Linked DNA regions of Mus musculus: region 1 is linked to region 2. Evidence: chromatin contacts called from public promoter capture Hi-C data. All regions are on one chromosome and are shown on one strand. The core of a region is the stretch at or near the end of the contact, and the rest is flanking DNA. Distances in the headings are between cores, read along the strand shown.

Region 1 (4,682 bases), core at 738-3,237, 660 kb after region 2:
GAACATGGATTATGATTTTACAAAAAGTAAATCCATAAAATACAAACAAGATTCTAACCCGGGGTACTTAAGAAATGCAGCAGCCATTTGAATGACAAGCCTGGCAGGAGGCAGGGGAGGCACTATTCTCAATCGACACCCTACACTTCAGAGTATTCCAGAATGCTCACAAAGATAGCAGCAGAGTTCAGGGTCAGAACAATAGAGTGGAACTCTCTTTACCTAATACTTAAGTTCTGGACTTCACTTTCTATAGCACAATAGGATTGAGGTCCCAACAGAACCATTTAGCAAAGGTCTTTAGAGGAAGTAGAGATTGATACCAGGTACTACAAAATTCTGGGTTAGGCCAGAAAAACGTTATGTTCTTAATGTTCCCACTTGAACAATTACACTAGGTTCAATATGTTCTCGTACTTTAATAAAAAAAAAAATTGGTCTTGACTCTGGGTATGTTTTAACCAGTAGAGCACAAACTGTGGGCTCACTGAAGATCATAGAAAAAGCTATAGACACTGTAGGGCTTTTATAGAAAGGTCATTTGCCGTTCTCATCCTCCACAGTCCTTGCACAAGGACCTGCTTCCAAGTCTCCAGGCCCCTGGCAAACCTCAAGGGGTTATGGATGCCTTAAAAGTTGTGACACCGTTCGGAGGCAGGGATGAGTAGCCATCCATCCAGTCTACAAATGCTTGCTCACTGGCAACCACTTTTCTCAGAGGCCGGGCTTCCCTATGCCCCATTGGCCAAGGAGGCGGGGCCAGGCGCCAGGGTAGGACAGACATCCCCAGCTAGCTGCGCCAACTTCTGGAGTTCTGGGGTGTGCATCCGTAATGACAGGTTCTGTTTCTTGAGCATCCACTTCTGCAGAGCAGCTTTGGTGACTCCAGGAACCCACCCAGGGTCTGAGCCCTTCTTTAATGACCAGGTATAAGTCATCAGTCACAGGCAACCTCCTATTACCTCGGAGCTCCTCAGGGTTCAGTCATCCAACTCCAGATAATCTTTCATTTATCCTTGTCTTAATGAAGAATAAAAACAAGTCAACCAACCCTCCCCCCTTCACTCTGTCACTCTGTCCATTCCAGAAGTACCCCACCCTGTACGGGTACTGTTGATGTGTCAGTGAGGAAAACCTATCAAAACCCCTGTCCTCCCGGAGTTTGCTTTGCCAATGCAGTATTCAGTGGCCACAAAAAGTTTCAAATTCTTTTTCGCCCATCCTCATGTGAGTCTCTCAGGAGCTTGATACCGTGCTTAATGTTAACTTGACGGAAACAAAATCCTTAACGTGTAAGGGACAGACACTGGCCAGGTGCAATCCAATTCTCCCTTCAACTTGACTGTCTCCCGACACTAACCTCCCACACCCCACCCCCACTTATTGTCGCCTACACTTCAGGTGGCTTTAGGGTCCCCGCTCCCCCAATAGAGGTCAAACAAAAACAATGGAAGGGACCGTCCACAACACACTGCCGCGAGGGTGGGCCCCGCAGAGAGGTACTCTCGGTACTCACCGAGGAGCCAGCCCAGAATGGGCACGAGTTCTTCACCTGCGGCGAGCTGCTCAGCGACAGCGCCCCGAAGCTGAGCGCCACCATGCAGCAGCCCAGGATCAGCTGCAGGAGCCCGAGCGACAGCAGCGGGCGCGCGGGCAGCAGCGCGGAGCCTGGCGCGGCGGGGCGGCGGGACGCGAGCGCCGGCGGCGGGGCCAGCACGGCGGCGGGGGCGCAGCGGGGCCGGGCTGGAGGCTGCAGAGCACCCCGGGGCCAGCGCGGCCGCAGCGGGGGCAGCGGCGGCTCCTGAGCGGCGGCGGCGGTGGCGGCGCCAGGACCCCCGGCCTGAGGTCCGCCCGACAGCCCCGCCACCGGGCAGCAGGAGCCCGGGAGCACCACCGGCAGAGACATGGGCGCGCGGCGGGCGGGCGGCGCAGCCGAGCGGAGGGCGCCGCGCACCGGGCACCCGCGCCGGCGCCGCGCAGGACGGACTGCGCACGGCCCAACCACTTGCTGCCGCGGCCAGCGCCGGCCGCGCCCACGTGCCCCGCGGGGCCCGCCCCCCGCCGTCCCCTCTCGGTCACCCACGGTGACAAGTGCGCCGTTGCCTTGGGGTCACCGGGAAAAGTGTCCAGGGACGGCGGGAACCATGCAGCTAGCGGCTCAACCGTTGTCAGAGTCTGTCTGCAACCGCGGCGCCAAGGGACCCGTGGTGGACCCAGGTCCCTTGAGCTGGCAACCTTTAAATAGGAAAGGAGTCCCTTGTGGTTCTCCTCCTCCACCACGCCCGGAGGAGGGGCTGTGGGCGACCCGACGGGAAAAGGTCCTAGCCCGGAAAGAGGACACTCACTGGACGTTACCGCCCGGGAATGCAATCTGCATCTATGGCTTCTATGGAGAGTTCCCGGCTCTGTCGGTGCAGCTCTGCCGGGAGGGAACAGAGTGCTTTCCCAGCACCAGAGTGGGAACAATAGTGGCCAGGCCAGGTTACCTTGGGAGACACTAGTCAGCAATCACAATGGAAGAGCCCAGGGCGGCCCTGTGCAGTTGGCAGGGGTCACAAGCTCCATCCTTTTAGCTTTGACCGGGAGCTAATTGGCATCACATGATAGAACACAGGCTCCCAAACTTCGCAGGAAATGGTCTAATGAAATCTTAATCTGCCTTGGTAATTTATAATATATGTATCGAACTTTGAGGGGAAAAAAAGCAATTATTCGCCTTTGCACAAAAGTTTCCCCTAATAGAATGTCTAGACGGCTCATGTATCATAGGTAAGAGGGTGATCATGAACTTCTTTTCCAGGTAAGGACAAGAGCAGTGTCGGTTTGCAGCCAGTTGTAGCCCTTGAAAGCTTGGCTTATTGGAAAGGTGAAGGAATCTAATGCCCTCCTGTTGAGTAAAAAGAGAAAAGCAGGTTTGGCCGTGTGTTCTGCTTGCGAAGGCTGTATTGATGCTGAACATTATGTCCCACAATGTGATGTATTAGACATGTGCGGGTGTTTACATACACACTTTTAAAATCATTAAACCACCATGTTTAATAGTACCTGTGACTTCTTTTCTGACTGCTCCCAGGAATAAATGTCAAGGTTGGGGGCAGGGTGTAGTTTGGCTTTTGTTTTGTTTTTAAATGAACACTGAAAATCTGATGTCCCGTGTACTTAAGAACAAAACCTACAATAGATGCTCTTAAATTGCAGGTGAAGACGAGTTTCATCCCTTCAGTGCTGTGATTATAACTTTTATTTTAAACACAAGCTTAAAAGTATTTAATTCTTAAGGCTGGATGACACCCTGCAATACAGTGTGTCTACTTGAGTGTTCAGACATTCTCTCAGCTAAATAAATCTATTTATTCTATTGGCCAGAGCCTGACACCTGAACCATGCCATTAAAAATGCATTCCTTGTGTCTAAGAATGTTTGCATTAGAAGTCAGGATACCCGCTTTCCCTTGGGGATATTTATGAGTAGGATGAGGTTGGGGGAGGTGTGGGTGACAATCTACTTTTCAATGCCAGTGCTAATTACACAGCAAGGGTTACTCTGATAATCTATATGGTTACACTTAGGGTCTTTCTGCTTCTCCGTATTTTTATACTTAAGGATCTTCCTAAAAGACTTCAAATGCCCAAAGCTTTTAGGTGTTATCTCTATGTAGAAACACAAAGTAGCAAAGACAAGTAAAAATCCATAGGGGGTCTTAATCTACCAGATCTACACATTAGAAGGTCACAGGACCTCCCTGGAAACTCCTACTTAAGGGAACTTATTGTTCTGTTTCTCTCCCCCACCCCAACTCTTTTGTTGTTATCGACCTGTATACGGCTGTGAATGTCTTGTTCCTGTTTTCAGAAGCACAAGTCTAGATAAATTGCCCCACCCTTTAAAGTTGCAGCAATTATTGTCCTCTGGTATTTGTGCTTAAGATTCTTGTAACCAGAGCTCGACTGTTCAGACTTCACACCACCACCTGCTTAAGTATTCGGTCATACTTCACTGAACTGTAGGAAACAGATCTCTTACACCATCAATTCAGGTCCACTGAGTCCAGCTTGGTATAGAAGATAATAGTCAAACAGGCAGGGAATGGAACGGGAGAGGTGGGCAGGGGGAAAGCAGGGGAGGAAACTGAACCTTCCTTATAGGGTAGGGAGTTCCTCCAAAAGTGACAATTGGCATTAACACAATCTATGTCAGATGTGCACACAAATTGTCCCATAATCTTCCATAGTAGAAAGATGGTTGGGAGCGACCCATCAGTAAGTCAACTAGATGAACATACAGCTAAAACACAGGGTACCCACCCAGTGGAATGAAGTACTTATGCATGCTACAATGTGGATGGACCCTGGAAACAGGCTAAGTTAAAGGCCAGTCACAGAATGCACACACTATACAATTCTATTTTGATGGAATATCTACAGCAAACAAATCCATAGAGATTTGCTTTGTGCTTTGTGGTTGTTGAGTGCTTGGGAAATGGAGAGATTGGGGTGGGGGAGGGGGATAGCTAATGAGTATGGTGGTTTTTTTGTTTTGTTGTTGTTCTTGTTGTTTTTAAGGTGATAAAAGTATTCTACGATTGACTGTGGTGATGATTGCACAAGTCTCTGAATATGTGAAAAACATGAATTAAATTCTTTGTTTAGATAAGACACGTTGTATGCATGATATGTGGATTA
Region 2 (5,004 bases), core at 408-2,907:
CTTCGGACTTTCTCCTGCCCTCGCTGTGAGAGCCTCTGCATTTTCCTTGCAGAGTGCTTGCGTACTTGGCCACCAGGGGGCCCTATTGCACCCTTCAGAAGGAATAATCATTAGCATTGGTGGTCTCATGGGAAATTCTTAAGGGCTGGTCACCCTGCGATCTATTTTTAATAAAGACAGCCTTGTCTTTAGAAATGAGAACAGCCAAATAGATAAGAAGTAAAACATTTCATGGGAATGTAAAAACAGCCAAGGTTATAGATGAGCCGAAGACTCACTCTGTGGCTTCCTTAGCTACATACAAGCTTATGTCTGCAGTTTTCTGTCTCATAGATTGTCCCTCTCTCCTGCCTCTTCCACCTGGTCTTCCATTGTGTCCCCACCCCTTATTCTGTCGACCAAAGCCAGGCAGTGGGAGTTGAAGGCAACGTTCACCCTGGAAAGAAGACTGCATTTGTGGTCGGCTCACCGTGCTCACTCCTGAAGGTGTGATCCTGTGGGAGGATGGAGTGGGTGTTCTTCGCAGTTCCTCCTCCCACGAACCAGTTCACATTGGGATTCCAGCGGTTCACAAAGCCACAGAGATGGTTTTCTTCAAAGTCACATTCTGGAGGAAGAGACGTAAACAGACATTTCATGGAGCTGCAGTTACACCGGGGGGGGGGGGGGACACCCATACTGACTGCATACTCTGACCTTAGTCATTCTAAGGGCTCTTTTTCTCAACCATCGACCAGAAATTCAGAACAATATCGGGCAAGGAGAGAGATCCAGTAATGAGTCGATGTTCTGATTCATCATTGCCTCTCTGAGCCCTTTCTCCTATTAGCCATGTGGCTTGTTGTTCTCCTATTAGCCATGTACAGCTCTCAGTATGTCCATGCTTGATATTAGCTGATGAGTTTTTGTCAGCCTACTAAATTAATCAATTGGTCAAAGTTTTGGTCCCGGGGCTACATCCAAGGTCTTGTATGTGTTCATCATGCACTTTACCAGTGACCTGTGTTCACAGCTCTAATGTGTCTATTTTACTGTACTATTTTAGAGTTATTCCTCAGCTCTAGACATTTTCTCCACCACCCTTTCTGTTCCCTGATGGCCCAGCCCTCCATCTCTCTGTGGCGAACAAGACTTCCAGAACTCAGAGGCACGTTTCCAAGATGCTGAAACCCCCCCCCCCCACTTGTCTGATGAGTAAGAGTCGAGTGAGAGTATGTGGGAGAGGAGCACACTGGGACCAGGGCCTTTCTGCAACTCCTGCCTAGAGATGAGGAAGACTGAAGTAAAATCTCTGTGCTTGGGAATGGTGTCGTGTTGCTTCTGTACATTGCTTCTCATCAACAAACTCTTTTAGCAGGGAATTTATAAACATAACTCAGCCGCTGACCCCATAATCCTGCAATTATCAAACAAAGGATGATTCCCGTCCTATTCTTCTCTACTGCTCCATCCCCCTTGTTGGGTTCCACCAAGGGAGGGGAAAGAGGTTGATATCAGGCTTAGAACCCATCTCCATCACTGCCAGACTACCATGGTGAGCTATGGCCCTTTATAGAAGGAACAGCCTAACCAGAAGTCTTGACCATACAACCACCCTTTCCACTTGCTAGTAATTCCTCTTCCTGTCCTGGCTAGGAAGCGAAGGGTCAAATATGGCCTTGACCATCCTTGGCTAGCCAGATGGCAGGTTATGAGTCATAGCTGGCTCTAATTCTGGTCACTGTGCCAGCACCTGTTGGCATTTTTACTTTGCAAGGCTTTGTGGTCTGGTTGATGTCAATGGGCTTTCTTCAAATTACAGAGGCGGATCCCCACCTCCACTCCCACACCCCACAGAGCCACCCCGTTCCCACCAGAATCCTAGCTGGGACAGTTGTCAGCGTGCACTGACAAATTTTAAAATTTCTTTTTTTTTTTTCAAATTACCACGGCAGTATCTGCCAACTGATGCTCAACATGTAGTGCCAAGGGCTGTCATGGAGTGGAATAAAAAGCAAAATCCTCCTTAGTGTGCCAGGCAGCAGCCTAAGCTTCTTCTATGAACTCACTTAATCCCCAGCATCGCTCCAGATAGACAGTGTTATGAATCCAATTGCACTGAAGGGGAACCAAGAGAAGAGGAGAACACAGAGCTAGGAAGGGTGACAGTGTGGCATCCTTTTTGTTGTAACCAAACCAGAAGCCACCGTATCATCTGGGGGCAAGAACTGAACGTTACTTCAGTGCCAGTACTTTGTCAACCACCCTTAACTCTACTTCTCAGCCATCACGGGAACCAGCTTCTGTCTTTCTTTCTTTCTTTCTTTCTTTCTTTCTTTCTCTCTCTCTCTCTCTCTCTCTCTCTCTCTCTCTCTCTCTCTCTCTCCCTCCCTCCCTCCCTCCCTCCCTCCCTCCCTCCCTCCCTCCCTCTCTCTCTCTCTCTCTCTTTCTTTCTTTCTTTCTTTCTTTCTTTTTTTACTGGCGATGAGGACAAGTGTGTGTGTGTGTGTGTGTGTGTGTGTGTATACATGCACGTGCCCACGTGCACATGCAGTCAGGGACTGATCCAGCGGAGCTCCCCAAATGTGTCTGACTGCTTCTGTGTGTGGAATGGCAGCACCCAGACTACTCAAAGGAGGAGACTGAATGGAAGTTCTCTGCATCTACATAAAGTACTTTTTTTTTTTTTTAGTCTCTTTTTCTTCGTTGCATTAGAGGTATCAGTGAAAGACCAAACATAGAAGCCAGAGCACAGGGCATTCATGTAGGCTCCTTGTTCAGGAGCAGCATTAACCCTTCACTGACTTCAGCTGAGTCTCCAGTCTAAATATTGTCAATGCTGAGGTGTCTCTCAGATCTACTGATTTTTTTTTTTCTTTTCTACTCTCTGATCCCAACCCCCCAGTTTAAGGTCCTCATTCTATAATCCCTACAAATCCGTGTTTCTTCTGGGATTTTCCTAGGTCCTATGTATCTGTATTTCCTTGTTTCCAGTTCATGGACACCACTGCCATCATCTTGAAGCCACAGCTGCATGCCTGTCCCCTGCAGGCTAACTCTAGCACCTCCCTACCTCATAATTCCAGAAAGCCAGGCTCCCTGCCCTGAGTCCTGTTTCTATAGGAAGCCCCCTGAGGGTTCTGACAACTCAGCTCTGGGGTCTGCACCTGTCTGCTCAGATCTCGCAGCCTCAGCCCCCCAAAGAACCCGTTCCTCCCATGTGCACCTTCGCAGACACCAGCCTCTCATCATGTAAAGTGTAATGGCCGGTGTCTAAGGAGGAATAGTCAGGCACCCGTGGACCAGGGACTATCCTCTCTTCCTGCCTTCTCAAAACTGTCACGTAGACAATTGATCCTGCCTACACCAGCTAGGATCTAAGTGACAATAGAGATCATTAAGATAGCAGCAGCAGCAGCAGCAGCAGCAGCAGCAGCAGCAGTTTAACAAGAAAGTAGATGACAGGATAGATTGTCTGCTCTTCTGGCAAAGGGCACACACACACACACACACACACACACACACACACACACACAGAGTTCACAGCAAACCAGCAATTATTTTTATCAGAGCTGGGTGGGGTTAGAGAGCATCGCCCGAGGGAGAAGTTGGTTTTGCTTGTTAACCCAGCCAGTTAGAGCAAATGCTAATGAGCCTTTCCACACGGAAGATGGAGGATCAATGTCCCATCTTCAGGTGACCCTAGCAAAGAACAAATGCTAGCATTTTGCATCATGCTCCGAGACTCATTCAGCCTTCAGGATCGATTTACTGCTTTCTGGCTGTGGACGTAGGAAGAGATTTGCATTCCGCTGCCACAACCACAAAACTCACTCACCAATACAGTAGCCGGCTGTCATCTTGATTTCAAAGAGGGCAATGCTAGCCGTGTTTCCTTGTCCCAGGACACCTTCTATCAAAATCTGTACAGCATACAGGGGAAAGGAATCAGGCATCAAAACACTGTGTTTCTTGTCCAAAATTTCAGTTCTTAGTGAGGAGCTGTTACTCAGTACGGTTCATAGCTGCTGAATGAATTTTATTATGGACTGTGTATGTGTGCATTTGTACCTGTGCACACACGAACACATACATACCCTGAGGACTTTGACCTGAGTGAAGTCTCCATCAGAAGCCTGGAGTTCTATGCTCTTCCGTGCTACCCTAACCTCCACCTTCCCCTGTGTTCATGTAGGTGGTAGACAGATTTCACGTCTGGCTTTGGTTCTCACATAGCTTTTACTTTTGTGGCTTCAGGAGGATATTCTGCAAGTATTCAGGCAGCCATAGGAGGATAATATGAAATAGGAACTCAGACTCCCAATGTTCTTTTTCTCAATGGCTATCTTTTGGGGAGACCCCCAACAGACTGGGCCAGAGGGAGATGCTCTGTTTTAAAGCCTTTCAAAGAAGAGAATTGAACCTAGGAATGGAATGCACTAGGAACAGGGTCTCCTGGTGGCTCTGTGGTGTCCCCAGCAATACTCTCATGTGTGCCACACTCTAGCTCTGTCCTGGCTCAACTCCACATCCCACCTCTTACATCTTCCGCCTTCCTCTCAGAGCACCACAGACAGAACAATTAGCCTCTTTGAAAAGGAAAAGAAACATGCCTAAGTTTCCTCTTTGCAAGCATTTTAGTGTTCCCTTTTATGATAATGCCTTGTTCAAACCCGTGGAGCAGCTAACACATCAGGAAGATAACATAAACATATCCCACAAACAATGCAGAAGGGTGAAGCAAAATTGTTGGCAACAAAAATACTCCTGACAATCCATTCTCACTGAAGAGATCAACTTAGGCACCATTTAGAGTCTTACTTTTTTTTTTTTAATAGATAGAGAAAGTCTGTGAAGATGCTCTTTTAAGGAATGAGCAAATATTAACTTCCATTAATTTTCCATGATGTAGTTAACTGTAGTGAATTACTTGTTATAAAACAGTGCTTTTCAACCTGTGGGTTGTGACCTCTATGGGGGTAGATGACCCTTTCATTGGGGTTGTCTAAGACCCTCAGAAAACAC

Evidence for each region. Promoter capture Hi-C pulls out the DNA fragments that hold promoters and counts their contacts.
Region 1: a contact with region 2 is called in a promoter capture Hi-C map of hippocampal neurons, with 2.7 times the contacts expected there. A contact is called at or near these places in 3 of 39 promoter capture datasets (the 3T3-L1 cell line, the C10 cell line and hippocampal neurons), 1 of 130 datasets of targeted methods (astrocytes) and 1 of 9 other capture datasets (embryonic stem cells).

What each region holds. Positions count from the first base shown.
Region 1 is chr19:24,029,032-24,033,713 of GRCm38.p6, forward strand. Fam189a2 (family with sequence similarity 189, member A2) reads right to left here and starts at 1,988. Exons shown (of 11, transcript NM_001114174.1): 1 at 1,517-1,988. The coding sequence starts at 1,906.
Region 2 is chr19:23,373,449-23,378,452 of GRCm38.p6, forward strand. It overlaps Mamdc2 (MAM domain containing 2), which reads right to left. Exons shown (of 14, transcript NM_174857.3): 4 at 3,818-3,902; 5 at 470-607. Among named protein-coding and RNA genes, the nearest start is that of Mamdc2, 72 kb to the right of the region's middle.